Regions from separate parts of the Mus musculus genome. Here all the other regions are linked to region 4. A link is a contact called in public Hi-C and promoter capture Hi-C data. All regions are on one chromosome and are shown on one strand. The core of a region is the stretch at or near the end of the contact, and the rest is flanking DNA. Distances in the headings are between cores, read along the strand shown.

Region 1 (5,151 bases), core at 541-3,040, 2.7 Mb after region 4:
GTTGTTCACCCTACAGAAAGGTCCTTTGAAGCGGAAGTAGCCTGTCATTTTCCTTACACCGTCAAAAATACTTAACCTTAAGTATCATTATTCACTTATTTAATCCAAACTCAAGGTTAAACCCTTGAGATGAGAGATGAACAAAACGGGCCTGGAAATTAAGCAAGGATAGCTGTCATCTGACTAAATGGGAGCGTGAGCAACTGTCTCAATATGTGTGTATCTGATTTCCTGGGTGTATAGATGTGTGTGTGTGTATGTTTGTGCCCAACTCACTACAGTTCAACAAATATTTTGTAGATGCTAACTATGTACAAATCTCTGTATCAGATGCTACACGAGCATTGAATGAATTAAGTTCTCTCCCTAAAGAACTCAGAATATTGATTCTTCTATGTGCCATCTGCCACATATCACTATGTTTAAAAGGCTTTACCTTTGATTTATTGAGGGCTTTGGAATCTTATTTTTTTTGTCTGGCTTTTAACAGCTTTAGCCGTGCACCTTTCCCTCACCTCCTGGCTACAGCCCTCAGCTTCATCTTTTCCTGAAGAAAAGAGATTTCCTCCTAGAAGTGGCTCCGAGAAGAGAAGAACTGTCTAAAGAGAGAAATTAACCCTTTCAGACTCCCCAGGTGCCATCGCTAAATGTCCTGTAAAACTCTTTCCTCATTACTACCTGGAGGGAGAATGGTCCTGAAGAGTGGCAGCCATCACACTAAACCTCACGCTGCTCGCTTATTTCCCTCCAGAGTTATCTCCCGGAGGGGATAGCGGGCCATCACTGCAAAGGCAAAGAAGACTGGGAGGTATTGACTTAAAAAGAAGAACAAATCCTGGAGTGGGTAGCTCCTGTGGTCTGTGTTGAGCTCTCTGAGGCTCTAGGTCAAATCCCCTGGATAGGTGAAAGTTGTGAACTGAAGATTCTATTGCTCAAAATGCTCTGAAACACTGGCGTCTCCTAAAGCCTGAACGTGAACTCCCTGGATTATCAGAGCGCAGGGAGGCTTCAAGTGACCCAATAGGGACTGACTGGACCAGGCCATTATGCTCACTCACTCTGATTGTTAATGATTTTTGTAACTTATCTACAAAAGCATAGATGAATCTTATTTTTTTATGCTCTTAAATTTGAATCACTAGTTAGCACTTTTCACTTTGGAAAAATACTTGATTCAATACTAACAAATCCTTCCTTTGTTTGAACAAGTTTTCAATGCCTAAGAACACGTTGCTCAGTACTTGTGGGCTTTAACACTCCTCTCTGTAGGGCTTTAGAAGATAAGGCCTACACTGATTCTTTGGACCAGTTTATATTCTTGTCTGCTGACCCAAGATTCTACCTGATGTGTTTTGATGTCAGAATTCTGCCTCTAAACTTTAAAAAACAATAGCATGCTGCTATTCATAGATCAAGTGATTGCCCGTATTGCTCTAACTTGCAACACTGAAAGACTATGACAAACAGAAACTGAGTGTTCAAGAATCTAATATTTAATGTAGCCCACAGTGCCAACTAGTGATCAAATTCAACTGCTGGGTCTTCAAACAAACGTTCTTAGTGGAACACGCTCTCTTTAACTTCAATTAAAAAAAAGAAAGAAAAAAATCTAAAGCAGAAAGCACTTTTCCTGGAATCTAAGCCCTACTGGTATTCTTGAGCCCAGGTATGATATAAGAACAAGCAGTCTATTATATGAGGTTAAAAGTATCTTTCAAAATGTCTCAGCAGACATTTTATCTCCTACTCATTTGCCTGCCCTCCCTCTTTGGTCAAGATAAACATTCCCAGCTAGTGCCTACTGCATTTAGCCTTACCACATTTTCCTATGTGTTTCTGTGCTGATCCTATTTCCTGCTTTTAAACTGTACAAATATATAACAATAAAGACGATCATTTTGCTAGCAATTGAATTACAAAATGTGTTCTGTTCCCCGCTAATGAAACCTCTATCTTGTTCAAAATCTCCAGCAAATAGCTTTTATATTTTTCTTTTCTGCAATTTGCCAGCTGACAATGGAAACCAGTTAAAGCAGGAATGCTGCAGGCAGAAGTATGAGAACTAGTTATTTAGTGCCATCTAGTGGCCATTAGAAAATTTGACTAAGGGTTTGAATCATCCCTTTCCTTTTTGACCAAAAGGAGAAATACAAGTCTCTGTGTGTTTTATCTACCCAGTTTTGAAGTCTTAATTCTTGAAAAAAATCTCAAACAAAATAATAAAATGTGAGTAAATCAATTATAATTAAATTTATTTCAAGTGTCCTATTCAGTCATGTCTCAATCATGTCAAGTGAAATCCACATAGAACAAAGGGATAAAAACAAGAATTGCTTTCTTTACAAAGTGCTGGGCTATCATTTTAGTGAAGACAATAAGGTTGTAACTAACTTTATTCACTGTAGGTAGCAAATGTATGCATAACACTGATGGAGCAAACTTCATCATTTTCCTTCATTCTGTCTTCTTTAAATGGCTTAACTTATACCTAGCACTGGGCTCTTTAGATTCTCATAAGGGTCAAAGATTAAAGTCTGTTCCTGCCTCCAAGTAGGAATTAATGTTGCAGATAGTCTGGCATTAAAAGTGGATTGTGGGGTGGTGAGTGGGGAAATGGTTCAGTGGTTAAGAGCTCTGGCTGTTCTTCCGGAGGACCCAGGTTCAAATTGCAGCACCCACATGACAGCTCACAACTGTCTGCAACTCTAGTTTTGGGGGATCAGACACCCTCACTTATGCAGGAAAAGTACCCATCAATGCAAATAAAATATTCTTAATTACTTAAAAACTGTAAAAGAATGGTGGAGGATAGAATCACGGAAGAACTTTTTCATAGGACATTGGTGCTGCCTGCCACAGGCCCCACCATGGGTATTTGTGATGTGTGTGTTTCACAGTTGTGTTTCATCTACTTAGGAAGTTAAGGCATAAGGATCTCTTGAGCCTAGGTCATCAAGGTTAACCTAGGCAATGTAGTTAAGTCTCTTGTCTCAGAAACAGTAAAAAGGGAGGAAGGGATAGAGGGAAGGGGAGTTAAATGAGAGGGAAAGAAGGGGACAGACAGAGAGACAGAGACAGAGAGACAAGACAGAGAGAGAGAGACAGTGACAGAGACAGAAAGACAGAGACAGAAAGACAGAGACAGAAAGACAGAGATAAAGACAGAAGAGAGAGAGAGACAGAGAGAGACAGGGGGGAGAGAGAGAGAGAGCCCAAGGAAGAACTAACAATGCAGAATATGTCTCTGCATTCAGAGTGTGACTCTCAGCTTCAGAAGTTCTTATTGCTCTGTGGAAACTCATTTCTCTCTTCCTTTAAGCACTTCAGCTAATTGTGCAAGTCCCACCCACAATAAGAAGGTCTACATTTCTTTCCTGTACCTATTGATTGTAAACTTCGCTGAAACGTCCTCATAGAAACATCCAGAATAATGCTTGACCAAACATCTGAATGCAGGAAGTTCAATGACTTTGAGCCAGTGAAATGATCATCACATCAAAAAGTTCACAGAAGAAAAGAAGAAGGATTTGGGAAAAGAAAGAAGGAGGTTTGGAAACCTGTTCATCATGCGTTTGTATGATGAATGCATGGCTCTAACCAACAAGTCCAGCGATGGACAGCCTTCAGACATCATTGGGTTGGCTGCATTGTACAGCTGAAGCAATACAGCCCAATGCAGCAGAGCCTGCTTATGCCCTAGGACTCAGCAAAAACAGGCACTTTATCAGCACTTGGGTAAGGGAGCTAGCATCACATATCCCAACCATTAAAAAGGCATTGCCGTAGGTTTTCTATTGCTCGCCCTGTGAGGGCAGAAAGGGTTTGTTTTACTTGCACTTCTACATCACAGTCCATCGCTGGTGGAAGTCGGGACACAAATTTAAGGTCAGGATCTTGAGGTAAGAGCTGATGCAGAGACCAGGGAGAAGTGCTCCTTATTGGTTTGCTCGGCATCGTTTCCTTTCTTATTTATTTATTTATTTATTTAATTTTTTGAGACAGGGTTTCTCTGTATAGTCCTGGCTGTCCTGGAACTCACTTTGTAGACCAGGTTGTCCTCGAACTAGAATTCCACCTGCCTCTACCTCCCAAGTGCTGGGATTAAAGGCGTATTCCACCACCACTGCCCGGCTCAGCATGCTTTCTTACAGTACCCAGGCCCACCAGCCTAGAGGTGATGGTTTCCATAATGGACTGGGCTTTCCAACATCAATCACTTAATTAAGAAATTATTAAGAAAATCCCTACAAGGTTTGCCTCCAGCTCAATCTTTCTTCTTAAGACTCTTTTTTTTTTATTGGATTATTTTCTTTCTCTACATTTCAAATGTTTTCCCCTTGCCAGGTCTCCCCTTCGGAACCTCCCCTATTTCCTCTCCCCTGCCTCTATGAGAGTGCACCCACTCCTGTCTTCCTGCCCTGGCATTCCCCTACACTGGGGCATTGAACACCCTCAGACCCAAGGGCCTTTCCTCCCACTAATGTCTAACAAGGCCATCCTCTGCCACATATGTGACCAACACCATGGGTCCCTCAATGTGTATTCTTTGGTTGGTGATCCAGTCTTTGGGAGCTCCAGGGGGACTGTACAGCCCAATCTTATAAAGGTATTTTCTCAGTTAAAGTTCCCTCCTCTAAGAGGACTGTAGTTTGTATGAAATTGAAAGAGAAGAAGAAGAAGAAGAAGAAGAAGAAGAAGAAGAAGAAGAAGAAGAAGAAGAAGAAGAAGAAGAAGAAGAAGCAGCTAGCCAGAGCAAATTTGGAGCCATGCAAATTGAAAGAAATCCCCTAGTGTTACACCTCCCAGCTTTTGATGATAGGTGAGGCAAGCTGCAACAACTTATATTTCACCTCAGAAGAGGTGTTTTAACATACTGGGAACTACTGTGTTTATAGATATTTTGGCTTGGGTTTTTGTAAATACCCAAAATACACAAAATAAGAACTTCTTTTTTCTTTTCTTTTTCTTTTTTTCTTGGATATTTTATCTATTTACATTTCAAATGTAAGAGCTTCTTTTTTAAAAAGACAGACAATTTCAGGTTATTTATGTGGAACTTGAGTTGGTAAATTTGATATAGAGCTGACTCCTTATTTTCTCACTTTCTCTAGGGCAGTCAGGAGCAACTAGCTGATCTCATTAGATTCATTA
Region 2 (4,864 bases), core at 61-2,560, 2.4 Mb before region 4:
TTACTGATTATTTGACTTGCATACTTTTGAAATAAGATGAGGAACCAAATTCAACTGACAGGGGCTTCAGAAAGACATCTACCTAACTTCCTTAAGAGACTAGTAAGTTACAACATCATTAGTCCAGTCTGAATCAACTTTCTGCAAACTGTTGAGATTTCAGTAGGTATTTCTGGAATCCATTCAGTAATTTCAGTTTTCTAAGCACCAGGAAAACTTAAAAATAAAAACTAAGAACATACAATTCTTTATTATGTCGTGTGGATCAGTTATCATTGGACTAAACAGTCAAGTGTGGTTTTCTCTGTGTAAAATGTTCCTGTGGGGAGGAATTACACTGGATTAAGTCCCCATCCAGCGCTCCTCTGTCTACATGGAAAGCCTTTCCCCTTCCACTTTACAAGCCTCAACAAGTCCGCTGCTGAGTCACAATCTCCTTTCCCCCCTGATGTGAGAAATCTTTCTCCCTTGAAAATTAATAAAGCTTCGGAAATGTTCCGATGAGAGTCTCCCGGGGGAAGGAAGCCAGAAAGAACTTGTAGAGGAGGAGTCCGGCACCCCTGGGTTGTGGTGACAGCGCACCCAGGGCTTGCAGCAGCGGGGCCAGGAGGAGCTGGTCTCAGAACCTACTCAGAGCTCTCCTGCGCGAGTAACCACGCAGAGCCCTGTCGGCTCCCAGACTTTGTTCCCCTTGCTGAAGTGGAAATGTTTGCTGCAAAAGGCGCCGGTGTTTCGCGTTTTACTCTTAAAAAACAAACAAAAAAAAATGCCTTCCAGCGGTGGCAAGGGTGGGTGACAGCACGCGCGGCTCGCACCCGACCACAGAGCATGGGACCTTCTAGAGTCCTGCAAGCTTAGCGCCCTAGTCCTGCTAGCAGGTCTGGGACAGCGGCACTTCACGTGACCCCAGGGGCTGGGACAGGGCGGGGCCTGAGGAGGGGGCGCGTGCGACAGGGGACAGGAGGGGCGGTTGCCCAGGAACCGTCCGCAACGCCCGCGCGTGCTCGCCTCCGTGCGCACGCGCACGGTGCTCGAGACCCATTAGCCGTCTCCCCAACTTCCACCGGCTTTTTTTTCACCCCCTTGGGCTCCATTCAAGGTCCTGGACTGAGGGACGCGCCGCGCGCGCCCGCTGCCTCGCAGGGTCCACAACGCACGCTAATGAGGGGCGGGGCGGGGCGAGGCCGGCGGCGGCGGCGGCGGCGCGCTCGCGCGTGCCAGGGCGCGCGACAAGGGGCGGCGCGATTGTGAGGTGGCTGCTGACGCACGTTCCGGGGTTCTTAAGCGGCGAGGGCGGCGGCGGCCGAGGCAGCGGCGGTGGTGCCGGAGCCGGTTCCGGGAGGCGGCGGTGGCCTCCGTGAGGGGCGGCGGGGCCCCAAGTCGGTGCCCCGGCTCAGTCACAGTGTCCCTTTCCCATTGACCCCATCCTTCCACCACGGCCGCGCCGCCACGGCTCCCGGGGCTTTCTAGGCGGGGCAGGGGACGGGGTGCGTCTCCTGCCGCGGCCGCCGGCCTGATAAATGCGGGACTTCGGGTTCGGGGTGCTGCACACTGCCCTGCTGCGCAGCGGCAGCCCACGATCCTCGCCCGGCGGCAGCGCCTACCGGCCCTTCGCCGCCGGGCCGCCCGCCACGCCCTTCGGCCCGCTGTCGCCGCCGCCGTTGCCTGTCACCGGCTTCTCCGAGGCCGCCTCCCCCTTCGCCATCCCCTCGGGCGGCGGCGCGGCCAGCTCAGCCGCAGCTTCCTCTTCCTCCCCGCTCGTGGCGCATCCCCAGGCCGTGCAGGATGAGCTACTGCTCGGGCTGACACAGCAGCCGACGAGGCCGCTCTCGGGGGCGGCGGCCGCAGAGCAGCTCCCCAGCCACCACCCCGGCGGCGGCACGAACGCGGGTGTGACCCACCTCCTCCCCTCCCAGGACTTCAAACCGAGTCTGCACCACCCCTCCTCCTCCTCCGCCTCCTCCTGCTGCTGCTGCCGCACCTCCTCCCCGCAGGACTTCAGTAAGCGGCAGCAGCAGCAGCTGAGCAGCCAGAAGAGGAAAGAGTTGAGCCCGCCACACCGTCCCCACCCTCCGGACGCGAAGCCGCCGCCGCCGCCGCCGCCGCTCCACTGCCCCGGCCGCTTCAGCCCAACACCGCCAACGCCGCCACCACCGCCCGGGCCGCTCCTGCAGTCGGCGCCGCTCGCCCAGCGCTCTCAGCCGTTCAGCCTCCCGCACACGCAGCACCTCCCGCCGCAGGACTTCGCCCAGCGGCAGCGCCCGGTCGACCTGCCCCAGCTCCCGCAGCTCCCGCCCTCGCCGCCCGCAGCTCCGCGGCGCCGCCACGGAGGCGCGGGAAGCCCTCGCCAGACCCCGGCCGCGGGCGAGGGCAGCGCCGCCGAGCCCCCCAATGCGGGCTTGCCCCCCTCGACGCCGCCGGTGAACCCCGCGCCGGGCTCCATGGAGTCGCCCAACCACCCTCTGCTCAACAGCCCCAGCACCCTCCTGCCCGGCGCGGCGCTCGGCACCAGCGCCTTCAGCAGCCTGCAGAGCCCGGACCTGCCGCACCCCGGCGGCGGCGGGGGCGGGGGACCCCCCGGAGGGGGAGGCGGCTCCGCGTCTCCCCCACCGCTGCCCGGCTTCGGCACCCCCTGGTCGGTGCAGACCGCGTCGCCGCCGCCGCCCCAGCCTCCGCCGGCGACCCAGCAGCAGCCACCCCAGCAGCCGCAGCCGCCCCAGCAGCCGCCGCAACCACAGCCCCCGGGCTCCTCGGCTGCCACCCCGGGCAGCGGCGGCGGCGCGGGCGGCTCTCTGAGCGCCATGCCGCCGCCCAGCCCGGACTCGGAGAACGGCTTCTACCCCGGGCTGCCATCGTCCATGAACCCGGCCTTCTTCCCGAGCTTCTCGCCGGTGTCGCCGCACGGCTGCGCGGGGCTCAGCGTGCCGGCCGGCGGTGGCGGCGGCGGCGGCGGCTTCGGCGGCCCGTTCTCTGCTCCCACGGTGCCCGCGCCGCCCGCCATGAATTTACCTCAACAGCAGCCGCCGGCGGCGGCGCCGCAGCAGCCGCAGAGCCGGAGGTCACCCGTCAGCCCGCAGCTGCAGCAGCAGCACCAGGCTGCCGCAGCCGCCTTCCTGCAGCAGAGGAACTCGTACAACCACCACCAGGTAAGGCGTGCGCGGTGGGAACAGGAGCCGCCAAGCCCCCTCGAACGCCCCGGGCGCTCCGGCTTGGCGGCGGACCCGGGGTCGGGGCAGCACTCTCGGGAAGGCGGGCGGAGAGTGAGCAGCTAGGGCTGGGTCCTTCCCCGGGGTGACCGAGGGGACCAGAACTGGGGTTGTTCCCTTCTGGAGTTTGTCCTGAGCTGGGCTAATGAAGCCGAGGCGGCACCTGCAGCCGCACCCGCGGGCTGTCAGAGCTGGGAGGAACTGTCAGTCTGCGCGCGGCGGGCGGCCGCGGGCTGGAGTGCTCTCGACTTCTGCTCTTTTTAATGTTTGGTCACATCTTGAAGGGTTGAAGACCCAAGGCGCCCTTGAATCTAGGTTTTAATGTGTTTCCTCCTAGATGTCTCGACATGGGTGTGTACCGGAATCAGGGGGTATGCGGTATCATGAAATGACACCAAGCAGGCGCTTGGCTACTCTGTGTCCTTTCTGACTCAGGATGTTTTCTGTTATTGCCCCCAACCCGGACTCCGCCCAAGGCAGATTTTGGGTGGCCGTTGAGTTCGCTGATGTTGAGAGTTTCCTTGACCTTTAGTGGGGATAGCATTTATTATGGTGATCATTCGAAATCCAATGTCAAGATGAGGGATTGTCATGGAACCAAAATTTGACCTTAACTGGTTCTTCTCATAACTTTTCTGTTGACCAAAGTTTTCAAGAATGGATGCTGATTAAATTAACCAACGTCACAGTTAACAGTCTATCGAAATTAACCCAAGTAAAAGTTAACAGATTTGTTGGATTGTCTTTTATGCCCCAAGAATGGGGAAATATCAACTTTTGAAGTAATACACAATTTCCCATGGCTTATATGAGCAACTGTCTTTTGTGTGTCGGACTCTTCTCTTTTTAACTACAAGTTTGCCATTGAAATTGATAAATAATTTTGAATTCCCACAGTCAAAATAGAACGTTAGCAGGACATACTGCCGTGATTTGTATTTAACTGTAGTGTGCTCCAATAAACAAAAAGAAATGGGTTTTACCTTGGACTGTAAGAGGTCACACGGCTTTCATATGGAATTTTAGGTCACTGGAGAGGAACTTTGAACTGTGAGTCATTTAGTAGGCAAAATAAGGCCCTAGTGCACTGGGTAATTGTGCCTTGGCTCCTGGGCTGTGCTTTTCAGCTATGAGGACGGAGGAGGCTGTGTTTGCATGATTAAATTAGCATTTAAAACCCTGTAGTAGCATCCATTATCAAGGTTTTAAAATTTTCTTAAAGGAAACGTTTAACTTTATGATTACCATATTTATTGGGTTTTAGAAAGTCATAATCTATATTTCCACTGTCTAAATATTCCCAGAAAAATTTAGCCTTAGTTTATCGACAGTACAAATACTAGCAATTCCCAGGTCCTTTTAAAAAATGTACTGTGAATTTTCCATGTTTCGATGACTTAACTTGTCATCGACTCTATATTTGAATATAATTTGCTTTTGAATGTCAATGAACTTAACAGAGACTTGCCTTAAGATTACTAAAAATAAGCAAAGCCTGTGGTTGTTTATTGTGTATCTCAGTGGATCCACCTATGGGTAGCATCAGATAATTGCTTAGCAGTTCAAGGATAATTAAGTGAAAAAAAGAAAAGAAAACTGGAATAAAATACCTTAAAAGTTAAATTAACAATTCAGGAAAATGAAGTTGGGTTTTTTGT
Region 3 (5,001 bases), core at 2,093-4,592, 2.0 Mb before region 4:
TGCCACTGCTAACCTGTGAACTGAACTACCAATTTCCAGACAACACAGATGGGAGTTGCCCCAAATAACCTTTCTAAATAGATCCACTTCCCTTACCCACCCACCCCCGCCCCCGTATCCTTTCTTTTCCACTACCTCTGATGGGTGGTGGGCTACAAGGGAGGTTAAAGTGATTAAGATCCATCATTAAAAATAGGTGTTGAGGCTGGGCTTGGTGGTGCACGCCTTTAATCTCAGCACTTGGGAGGCAGAGGCAGGCGGATTTCTGAGTTTGAGGCCAGCCTGGTCTACAAAGTGAGTTCTAGGACAGCCAGAGCTATACAAAGAAACCCTGTCTCAAAACAAACAAACAAACAAACAACAAAAAAAAATAGGTGTTGAAAAAAATTGAAGTTACATCCTCTTGTTGAAACAAGTCCTGAACTGTTTACCTCAGTTTGGGGGTGGGGGGTGTTGGGGGTGGAGTAGGTGGGTATTGTTGTTTTGGGGTTGGTTGGTTTGTTTACGGCTGGTGCAGAAATGTTAACTTCTAGGCCCCATTTCTTATAATGTTAAGTTTTATTCTGAAAATGCATTTTCTTTTATTTGTTTAATTCAGCACCACAGAGACAGCTTGAGGAGAAGTGAAGGTATGAGCCTCGATGCTTACGTTCTATTGAGAAGCTTAGGAAGGGACCCAGTGACTGTCCAGAGACATATCCAGCTGCACTGAACATTCTGGTTCAATGTCACTGTGAAAGAGCACCCCTAGTCTCTTCTGGGCAACAGAAGAAGGGGTGCGAGAGCAGAAAGCACCCTTCTGGCTGCCAAGAATACCAGATGGTCTAAGAATCCATCCCCTCCTTACATAAATGCCCAGTCTTCCTGCAACTTTTGCCCCCTCCCCCCAATCCTCCTCCTCTCTTTCTGCTTTCTCAGAGTCTGATTGGGGCTACTGTAACAAAGTATCACATACCAGGGGACTTGAAACAACCAGCATCTCCTTGCTTCACAATTCTATAAGCAGGTCCCAAATCTGTACTAACTGGGTTCGTTCCTTGTGAGAGCTGAAGGAGAATCTGTCCTATAATGATGGAGTAGCTATTGGCAGCCCCAGAGTGATCACCTTGTGATTTCTCATTCACTTTCTGTTACAAATGTCTATCTCTGTGTCCCAGCATCCTCCTCTTGTTTGCCATGGGTTGAGTTCCACCCTAATGACCCCACTTTAACTCCATTACCTCCATGTCTTAGTCAGCATTACTATACCTGTGATGAAGCAACTTGGGGACAAAAGAGTTTATTTGACTTACACTTCCATATCCCTGTTCACCAATGAAGGAAGTTGGGGCAGGAACTCAAACAATGCAGGAACCTGGAGGCAGGAGCTGATGCAGACACCATGGAGGGTGTTGCTTATTGGCTTGCTCTTCCTGGCTTGCTTGGCCTGCTTTCTTATAGGTTCCAGGACTACCAGCCTAGAAATGCCACAACCCACAATGGTCTGGGCCTTCCCACATCAATCAGTCATTAAGGAAATGTCTTACGGGCTTTTCTACAGCCTAACCTTATAGAGGCATTTTCTCAATTACGGTTCACTTCATTCCAATGACTCTAGGTTGTGTCAAGTTGACATAAGACTGACCAGCACACACTGTAAGGACCCTACCTCTAATAATGTCAGGTTCTGTGGTACTGGGAGTGAAGATGTCAATATGTTATGAAGACCATATTAGTACCTCAATCTGATATCTTCCTTCTCCCCATCACACACACCACACAAACATGTTGGCTCATGTGTACACTGTACACACATATGTTAAAAAGTGAACTCTGGGTTCTCTGGTACGGTGAGACATGAAGACACAGACATGGCTGTCTTGTAGAAAGGTTATTCACACAGATCCTTCAAAGCAGGAAATGTCTTATAATTCTATAACAGAATATCACAATGGATATAAATTTGTTTCTTGGGCTGGGAAAAAAATGACTCAATCAATAAGATACTGGCCCAGAATAAATACTGAGCTCAGGTCTCCAGCACCCACATAAAAAGCCAAGTGGCTACAGGCATCTATATTCCCAGCACTGGGGATACAAAGACAGACCAATCAACCAAACACAATCAGCAGCAGTCTCCAAAAACAGCATTCTCCAAACATCAGGCTCCAAAAGAGACCCTTTACTGGGGTTTTCCCTGGAAGGAAGGTTGTGGCATGGTAAGTGTGCTGGTGGGTTTAGAATTAAATAATTTGACTTGTTTCAGAATATTCTGGATCATAGACATGCTCCCTAAGCACCTGCCTCCAGAGTGACTTAGAGCAGAGGGGTACTTCTTGGTGATTGCAGTAGATGGAGATGCCAGCTTGGGGTCAGTTAGTACGTATCAAAGAGAATATATGCATTTCCTTGGAGTCATTTATTGTCTCTAGGAATTAGTTAGCTTCAGAGATCTATCTAAGACCCATGCAGTGAATGCCAGAGCTTTAGGGATACAGAAAATAGGGGCTGGGAGATAGTTCTATTAGTAAAGGGCTTTTCATCACACAAGCATGAGGACCTGGCTTTGAAGGTGGCTAACACTCAGCATGGTGGCCCACGTTTGTTCTATCAGCACCAGACAAGCTAAGACAAGCAGGGATCTGGAGTTAGGCAGGCAGCCTAGCCTAATCACCAAATGCCAGCTTCCAGTCAGAGGTCTTGTCTAAGAAACAAAATGGCAGGCTTCTGAGGAACAACACTTGGGGTTAGGAGGCCGCGGTCTGTGGAGTTCCTTGATCTGTGGTTGTCTTTGGCCTGTAGAGTCTGAGTCTGCTTACTACTGTTCTCACTACTTGGCCTTTTCTCCTGGTTTCTTGCCTTTTTTTTTTTTTTTTTTTTTTTTTTTGAGCCATCTTGTCTGTATCCCTGCTGGGCCGCTGGGTCATTTGTAGTGAAGAGTTGAAGAAACAGAGGTTAGGCGTGTGCGGTCCAGCTTCTGTGCACAGCCAGCCAACATCCCTAATGCAACACACGCTGGAGCTCTGATAGCTCTGATGCCCGGCCACATAGTCTTTGCTACTGCTTACTAGGCAGCTCCACACAACATGGCCCCTCCTGATTCTAAACCACTCTACTTATCAACACCTTCTGTCCTTGACCCAACAGGCCATGCAACCCAGAGACATAAGGCAGGACACCCTGCTGAGAGCCTGAGTCCTCTCTGCTAGGCTGCCCAGTTGCTTTCCCTTTGTCTCTCTTCAGCACGTTATTTTTCCACTGCTTGCCCAGCAAGCTCATATTCCAAGTCTTAAAAGTAAACTGCCACTTTAAAAAAAAAAAGCGGCCGCCTAGTGACCTTCCCTGGGAACTGGTTGCTAAGCTGGTGTTTTTTTTTAAACCCTGAGATATGGCTGCAGCTTCCCAGGGAGTAACCTCTCTTACCCCAGCCCACCCTTTCGCTCATTTCTAAAAGGTTCTCTGGCTTGACACAACTGGTCTCTCATCTCATCCCTTCAGCCCAGCAAGTGGAATCTGCAAACTTCGTTTTGTAGAGTGGACGAAGGTAAATCAGTCTTTAACAGAGACAGGCTGCAGTGTCCTGCTTTCCTCTCCTTTCCGTTCCGGCAGAGAAACCAGCCCCTCCCTGGTGCAGTGAGAGTGGAATGAATGCTTTGTAACGTTAGGGACTCTCATCTTGCTAACATTAGAGACCCTTCATCTTGCTTGCAGTTTCACTCTCTCAATGCAAAGTGGGGGCACTGCAGGGACAGCTCTGATTTCAGCTGCTGTCTGGCTTGCAGGGGAAAAGCAAACCGGTTCACAGAGAGCCTCTCTGGTCAGTGTGCTGCTAAGCACTAGCTGCGTGTTGCTTTCGGGCCTTTAGTTTAAACTGCTCCGGGGAAGGGGAGGGCGGGCCGGAGGGAGTACTCTCCGTGTGGCGAGCTCCACTTTTCTTGTTATTGGACAAAGAGCTCTGAACCGCAGGGCTGAGGTCTGCCAAGCTTTCAGAAGTCTACTGGCCATCAGCTCAGCTGTTTTCATTTTAGGTGCTATGAAATGCTAGGTGCTATGAAATGCTAATAAAATCTAATGAGAAATACATGTCTGCTATTGCATTTTATATAACATTTCTGCAAATAAGTGTAACGACAGCATGCTTTGTATAGAGGGGAACTGTATATGGATAGAGAAAATATGTGCATATATGTATACATAGAGATAGAGAGATATGCACATATATAAACATAGATCAATCTGTATATAGATAGTTGGCCTAGAGTTCACTTACAGAGTCATTTATTCAAGTTTTTAGTGAGCATCAATGATGCAGCAGATGAAGAACTCAAGTTTACAGTGTACAAAACCAACTTAGACCAGGTCCAGTGGTGAGACTTTGCTGGGGAAGCAGATGTAGAAACAGATAATGAGATCAGTGACAAAACAGACTTGTAAAAAGGTCTAAAGAGCTTGGCCCACAGCGGGACTCCTGCCATAGAGGTGCTTCCAGCACCCCCTGTGCAGCTGAGCAATCCCATGAGCAGAGCCTGGGTGCTGACCTGGCCTCATCAAGTGAAAGGTGTCCCGTCCATCTGATTAAATGACCACACACAGCTGTGTCACTCACCTGGTACCCTAGAAGCTGGGGCTAGAGTAACTTGCTGCTACATAATTAATCATTAAAAAGGCACAGGATGGCTCCTGAGAGTTCACAACTTTGAGCGGGCCCTCCCACTCGAAAGGAAAAGCCTCGTCTCTGAAGAGAGAAAGTGAGCATGCGTGGAGGGGAGGAGGTTCCAGCAACATTTTAAACAGACGAGGGAAAACAAGTGTCCTGGTCCTGGCTGGAGGAAGGGGAGAAGAGACTTGTGTATGGCTGTCAGGGATGGGTGACAAAAACTAAAGAGAGTAAAGGGATAGCACTCAACACCCTAAGGTTTTCTTATGGTTCTCTTCCATCTCTGAACCTCTGTTTCCCCTCTCCATCCCTTCCTCCCACCTCCCCTCGCAACCATGACCTCTTCATCTGACCATCCTGGTTGG
Region 4 (5,042 bases), core at 2,510-5,009:
CCTTTTGTCACTTCTCCAGCCATTCTCTTTGTAGCACACACATCATCCTCTAGGCTCCAGATGCCTGTACTCCACTGCTGCTGCTCTTGGTGGTCATCTCATGGTACTGGCATCTCCAAAACACTGCATGACCCCTTCAGTCCTGGGCCTTCAATTGCAACTGAGGCTGCACCAATGGCCTTCCATGGCCTCTCACATTGCCGAGCCTCAGCTGCTCTGCGTCACCCCTTCATGCCTTCAAAACCAGTACCACCTGGGTGATTCTTACACATTACCAAGTCCCACTGTAGCACAAGGTACAACCTTGGTTATCTCTGGAACATAGCCTCTGTGCTCTCAAAAAACACTTCCCAGAAGATGTCACCTCAATGATGGTGGTTTCTTCTTAATCATCACTAATTTCTTAGCTCCAGTTAACCAGCATCAATAGTCCCAGTAATACAAAGGTTTCACTTTACTAGTTCTGGTATCTTGTTAATCAGAGCTGATTCTTCAGCCCCAGCTAACCAGAACCACAGAATCTTCACAACCAAAGTAACAATGGCCCCGAAAATTCTTTAATTTTCCCTCTGAAGTTTCACAAGCCAGGCCTCCATCTTCTGCACTGTTCTCAACATTATCTTCCAAGCTCCTACACAACATCTGACAGAGCTCTTACACTGAATGGATCTTCTAGCCCAAAGATCCAAAGTCCTTCCACAGTCTTCCCCAAAACATGGTCAGGTTGTCACAGGAATATTCCACTTCTGGTACCAATTTGTCTTAGTCAGGGTTTCTTCTTTTTTTCTTTTTCTTTCTTTCTTTTTTTTCTTTTTTTTTTTTTTTAGGTATTTTCTTCATTTACATTTCCAATGCTATCCCAAAAGTCCCCCATACCCTCCCCTCCCCTCCCACTCCCATTTCTTGGCTCTGGCGTTCCCCTGTACTGAGGCATATAAAGATTGCAAGACCAATGGGCCTCTCTTTCCAATGATGGCTGACTAGGCCATCTTCTGATACATATGCAGCTAGAGACACGAGCTCTGAGGGGTACTGGTTAGTTCATATTGTTGTTCCACCTATAGGGTTGCAGACCCCTTTAGCTCCTTGGGTACTTTCTCTAGCTCCTTCCTTGGAGACCCTGTTATTCATCCAATAGCTGACTGTGAGCATCCACTTCTGTGTTTTCTAGGCCCCAGCATAGCCTCACAAGAGACAGCTATATCTGGGTCCTTTCAGCAAAATCTTGCTAGTGTATGCAATGGTGTCAGCATTTGGAGGCTGATTATGGGATGGATCCTCGGGTATGGCAGTCTCTAGATGGTCCATCCTTTCGTCTCAGCTCCAAACTTTGTCTCTGTAACTCCTTTCATGGGTGTTTTGTTCCCAATTCTAAGAATTTGCAAAACACATGAAACTCAAGAAGAACGAAGACCACAGTGTTAGTCAGGGTTTCTATTCCTGCACAAACATCATGACCAAGAAGCAGTTGGGGAGGAAAGGTTTTATTCAGCTTACATTTCCACATTGCTGTTCATCACTGAAAGAAGTCAGGACTGGAACGCAAAAGCAGGTCAGAAAGCAGGAGCTGATGCAGAGGCCATGGAGGGATGTTTTTTACTGGCTTGCTTCCCCTGGCTTGCTCAGCCTGCTCTCTTATAGAACCAAGACTACCAGCCCAGGGATGGTCCCACCCACAAGGGGGCTTTTCCTCTTGATCACTAATTGAGAAAATGCCTTACAGTTGTATCTCATGGAGGTATTTCCGCAACTGAAGCTCCTTTCTCTGTGATAACTCCAGCTGTGTCAAGTTGACACAAAACTAGCCAGTACAGTTACGTATTCCATACCCTCACATAGAATAAATGAATATTATAAAGACACCAACTTTCCAAGAACAGAGGAATAAAGGGAGTATTTGCTTCTACAGCAAAAGAAGGCAAAATGCTTCTAACTTTACCTTTAAGCAACAAACATAAAAGTGTTCTCAAATCTAGTTTATATAATCTGCTTCATTTCGAAAAGAGTACTTTGTTATAGTCTGTCAGGTCTGTATTTAACTGAGACAGGAGAGGCTAGCTTTTAATTTTCCTGTCTTTTTATATTTTTGTTGTTTTCATTTCAAAGAGTCTGCATGTTAAAAAAATCAACAAGAGGTATAAGACATACAAACTTTACATACACTAATTATATTGCTATTTTCTTTTATATTTCATGTATATACAAAACAAATTAAGCACATCTAGTCTAAACATTTTCCCGTATAGTTGTTTTCAAGAATTACTTATCTAAAATTTGGAATCCAAGAACCTTATGGTGTACATTGTTTAGTTTTTGTTATTTTCTTAAGCTTATCAAAGACACAAATTTATTCCTATATGTATTTGTTCTTTCTCACAGAATAAAAGTAAGAGTCAAGAACTATGTAAGCTTTACAATGAGATTATGCTGTATGAATTTAATGTAGCATATTGGAAAAGTTCCACGATTACGATGTCCAAAGCATACCAAATCCATACAACATTCGTTACTAAAATCCACAACTCTAATCAAAACATAGTCATACTGACCTCTGGTGGTCAGATTCCTTATATTTCACTGATACTGAAATAACTAGATAAAATACTCATGAGACATTTTTTTTTTAATCAACAAAACAATAAAGGCAGCAAGCACCTAAAATGAAAGGTCACAGATTGTCACAAAATATTAATATGTTCTAAGTTTTAGTTTGTCTGTTTACATAAAAAACAAATGACACACACACACATATTGGTTCTCATCTTATTATCATTTATTTAAAGTTTTATTTATCTTGTATGTGTGGTACATGCATGTTTAGGTCAGAGACAGACATTGAGTGTTTTCACTGATTACTTTAGACCTTACTGTTTGAGAAAGGCTCTCAGCCACCCTGAAGCTTGCTACTTTGGCAGATCAATGAGCCTAAGATCCACTGTCTGGCTCTCAGCACCCTCAAGTGCTAGGACTACATACAAATGTTAACATCTGGTGTTTGTATGTGAAATATCACATGTGACTTCAGATCCTCATGTGTGTTCAGCAAGCACTTTACCCATGAATCATTATCTCCCCAGGTCCTCTAGGGATTCCCAGAGTACCTACAGAACAACATAGTCTGGAGGCAGCCCTCTTCCTGATACGTGTCACCAATGTAGATTTCCAGTACAGACGGAATAGGTGGCTGCATTTATGTTTCCCAAGTCATCAAGCAACACACCAAGTAAGTTTCCCGGTTTTGGAGTGGTATGTCCTATGTCCCAGGTGAGGCATTTAGAAATAATTTTATATATCCAGCACGCGATCTTAGTCAAGACCCCCAAATTCCTTTTATACTGTCTGCGTTCTCCTCTGCTTAGCAGAGTTGTTAGGCAGATTTGTCAAGCACATCCGTCACGCTGGAGCATCTCCAAGCGGCTGCAGCCTAAACTGACCCTGCCTTTCTCTTCCCAGTCCCCCAGACTGTCTCATCGCGGACGGGCAGTTCCCGCCCGGACCCACGGGGTCCGAAGGACTGCGGAGGCCCTCGTCCAGGACGCCCTCGGAAAGTTTGACATCCCCAAGCCCCGGGCGGGCTCCGTACGACATCTCCCAAACGACTCCTTCGCTCGGGATTTACCCGTTCTCAGCCAGTCGCTGCGGCAGTCCTCCGCTTTCTCCCTTCACTCCCAACCACAAGATCCCGCAAGGCACCGAAGGCCACCAGTTTAATTCAGAAAGCTGAACGCCCACTTCAGGCGCGCTCCTCCACAGCACTACTTCCGGCCCCGCCCATGCCTCCCATACAAACACCTTTTCCTATTGGGAGAGCGGCAGGCCACACCCCAGGCGTCCCAGCAGCGGGGCGGAGCGGAGGGTGGAGTCAGCTCCGGGACCCTCAGGTCTCCGCTCTCCGACCCTCCCTCCGGCGGAAGTCTCGCGAGATCTCATCCTCCCGCGATAGTTGTTTGAAAACTCTGGCGCTAACCCGTCACTCGGAGCCTTGCAGGGCTAGGGTGTCGGAAGCCGCGGGAAACTGAGTCCTCCTCGGATCGCGAACCACAGTCTCTCTCGGGCAGTTCCCGTCCCGGCGCCATGGCAGCGCAGAAGAAGCGGCTTTCTGTGAAGGAGGCGTTTCAGCTGGCGCAGCAGCCGCACCAGAACCAGGCGAAGCTGGTGGTGGCGCTGAGCCGCACGTACGGCGCGGTAAGCGGCCTGGCTTCGGCTTCCGGGCTTCGCCTTCTGCCCTTGCGCGCCCCGCGACGGAGGGATGGGATCCGAGGCTCGCCCGAGGTCTCCCGGCCACAGCCAGTGAGCAGAACGCCCGGCGTCGGCCACACGCAGTCACCCGTCTTCTCCATCCTCATCCCGCCAGGGGATGCGGGGAGTTATCCGTTATCCTCAGTTCCTCAGTGACTTGTTGATCTGCGCAGGGAATCTCAGACGCCTTTATTTCCTTGGAGGTCTCTGGTTCATCTCAGGCAATCGATGAAGTTGTTTCAACCAACTCCTAAGCTTTAAAACCACCTTCATTTCACCAGCTAGGGAAACCATAAGCACCCAGTCTTTCCCGTACATGGCAATTGTGTGTCGAGTGTAGCGGCGGGGAATTACTGGACAGCGAATGTGAGGAAGATACATTGTTTTGGAGTTCACGGAAAGTTAAGGACATATAAAAGTGATCAAGGGTAGGGAGCAAAATGTGTAAGTTATGACAGAAGGAAATTGACGGATGCTAGGAAGGCCTAAGTAAAATAAACACAAAGCTGTTGATTTTGAGTCATTTATGGCGAAGCTTGTTTTGCATTAATCCGGTAAGAAAAATACCGATAATCCAAAGGCGTTGAGAGAAAAATGAGATAATTTTGCACTGTTCAGATTTATGCTTTGTGTTTTCTCAGAGGTACAAATTATATACTGAAGAGAAGTTTGTGCGGATATATTTTCCCTTCCTTGATTTGGATAATTGATAGTTTATTAAGAAACCTTAGAGTTTAACCTAAGGGTAACACTTTCAGCAGTATTATGGCAGTGTTGGGAATAAAGAATTTTTATTAATGCAG

What was found. Promoter capture Hi-C pulls out the DNA fragments that hold promoters and counts their contacts. A called contact is a pair of places that touch in the nucleus more often than the background predicts.
Region 1: a Hi-C map of the N1E-115 cell line shows a contact between it and region 4, with 6 times the contacts expected there. The contact joins the enhancer-like site here to the promoter of 1600023N17Rik in region 4. A contact is called at or near these places in 3 of 39 promoter capture datasets (cranial neural crest, hippocampal neurons and liver), 1 of 484 Hi-C or Micro-C datasets (the N1E-115 cell line) and 1 of 115 datasets of contacts at active chromatin or transcription factors (astrocytes).
Region 2: a contact with region 4 is called in a promoter capture Hi-C map of pre-B cells, with 5 times the contacts expected there. The contact joins the promoter of Cpeb2 here to the promoter of 1600023N17Rik in region 4. A contact is called at or near these places in 2 of 39 promoter capture datasets (liver and pre-B cells), 6 of 484 Hi-C or Micro-C datasets (B cells, CD4 T cells, CD8 T cells and 3 more) and 1 of 115 datasets of contacts at active chromatin or transcription factors (astrocytes).
Region 3: a promoter capture Hi-C map of second pharyngeal arch cranial neural crest shows a contact between it and region 4. The contact joins the promoter of Cc2d2a here to the promoter of 1600023N17Rik in region 4. A contact is called at or near these places in 5 of 39 promoter capture datasets (the 3T3-L1 cell line, cranial neural crest, liver and 2 more), 6 of 484 Hi-C or Micro-C datasets (LSK cells, cortical neurons, muscle stem cells and 2 more) and 1 of 115 datasets of contacts at active chromatin or transcription factors (astrocytes).

The regions. Positions count from the first base shown.
Region 1 is chr5:48,343,796-48,348,946 of GRCm38.p6, forward strand. No RefSeq gene overlaps it. Among named protein-coding and RNA genes, the nearest start is that of Pacrgl, 26 kb to the right of the region's middle. Within about 2 kb of position 1,791, at least 19 of the 459 cell types and tissues checked have an H3K27ac peak or open chromatin away from gene starts, as enhancers often do. A contact at or near this core is called in the N1E-115 cell line and hippocampal neurons, where this site is marked.
Region 2 is chr5:43,231,943-43,236,806 of GRCm38.p6, forward strand. It overlaps Cpeb2 (cytoplasmic polyadenylation element binding protein 2), which reads left to right and starts at 1,311. Exons shown (of 12, transcript NM_001368806.1): 1 at 1,311-3,146. The coding sequence starts at 1,521. It overlaps Gm7854 (predicted gene 7854), which reads right to left and starts at 3,412. Exons shown (of 8, transcript NR_028417.2): 1 at 3,010-3,412.
Region 3 is chr5:43,659,037-43,664,037 of GRCm38.p6, forward strand. Cc2d2a (coiled-coil and C2 domain containing 2A) reads left to right here and starts at 3,343. Exons shown (of 38, transcript NM_001359906.1): 1 at 3,343-3,523.
Region 4 is chr5:45,665,949-45,670,990 of GRCm38.p6, forward strand. 1600023N17Rik (RIKEN cDNA 1600023N17 gene) reads right to left here and starts at 3,760. Exons shown (of 1, transcript NR_073433.1): 1 at 2,753-3,760. Ncapg (non-SMC condensin I complex, subunit G) reads left to right here and starts at 3,977. Exons shown (of 21, transcript NM_019438.1): 1 at 3,977-4,185. The coding sequence starts at 4,075.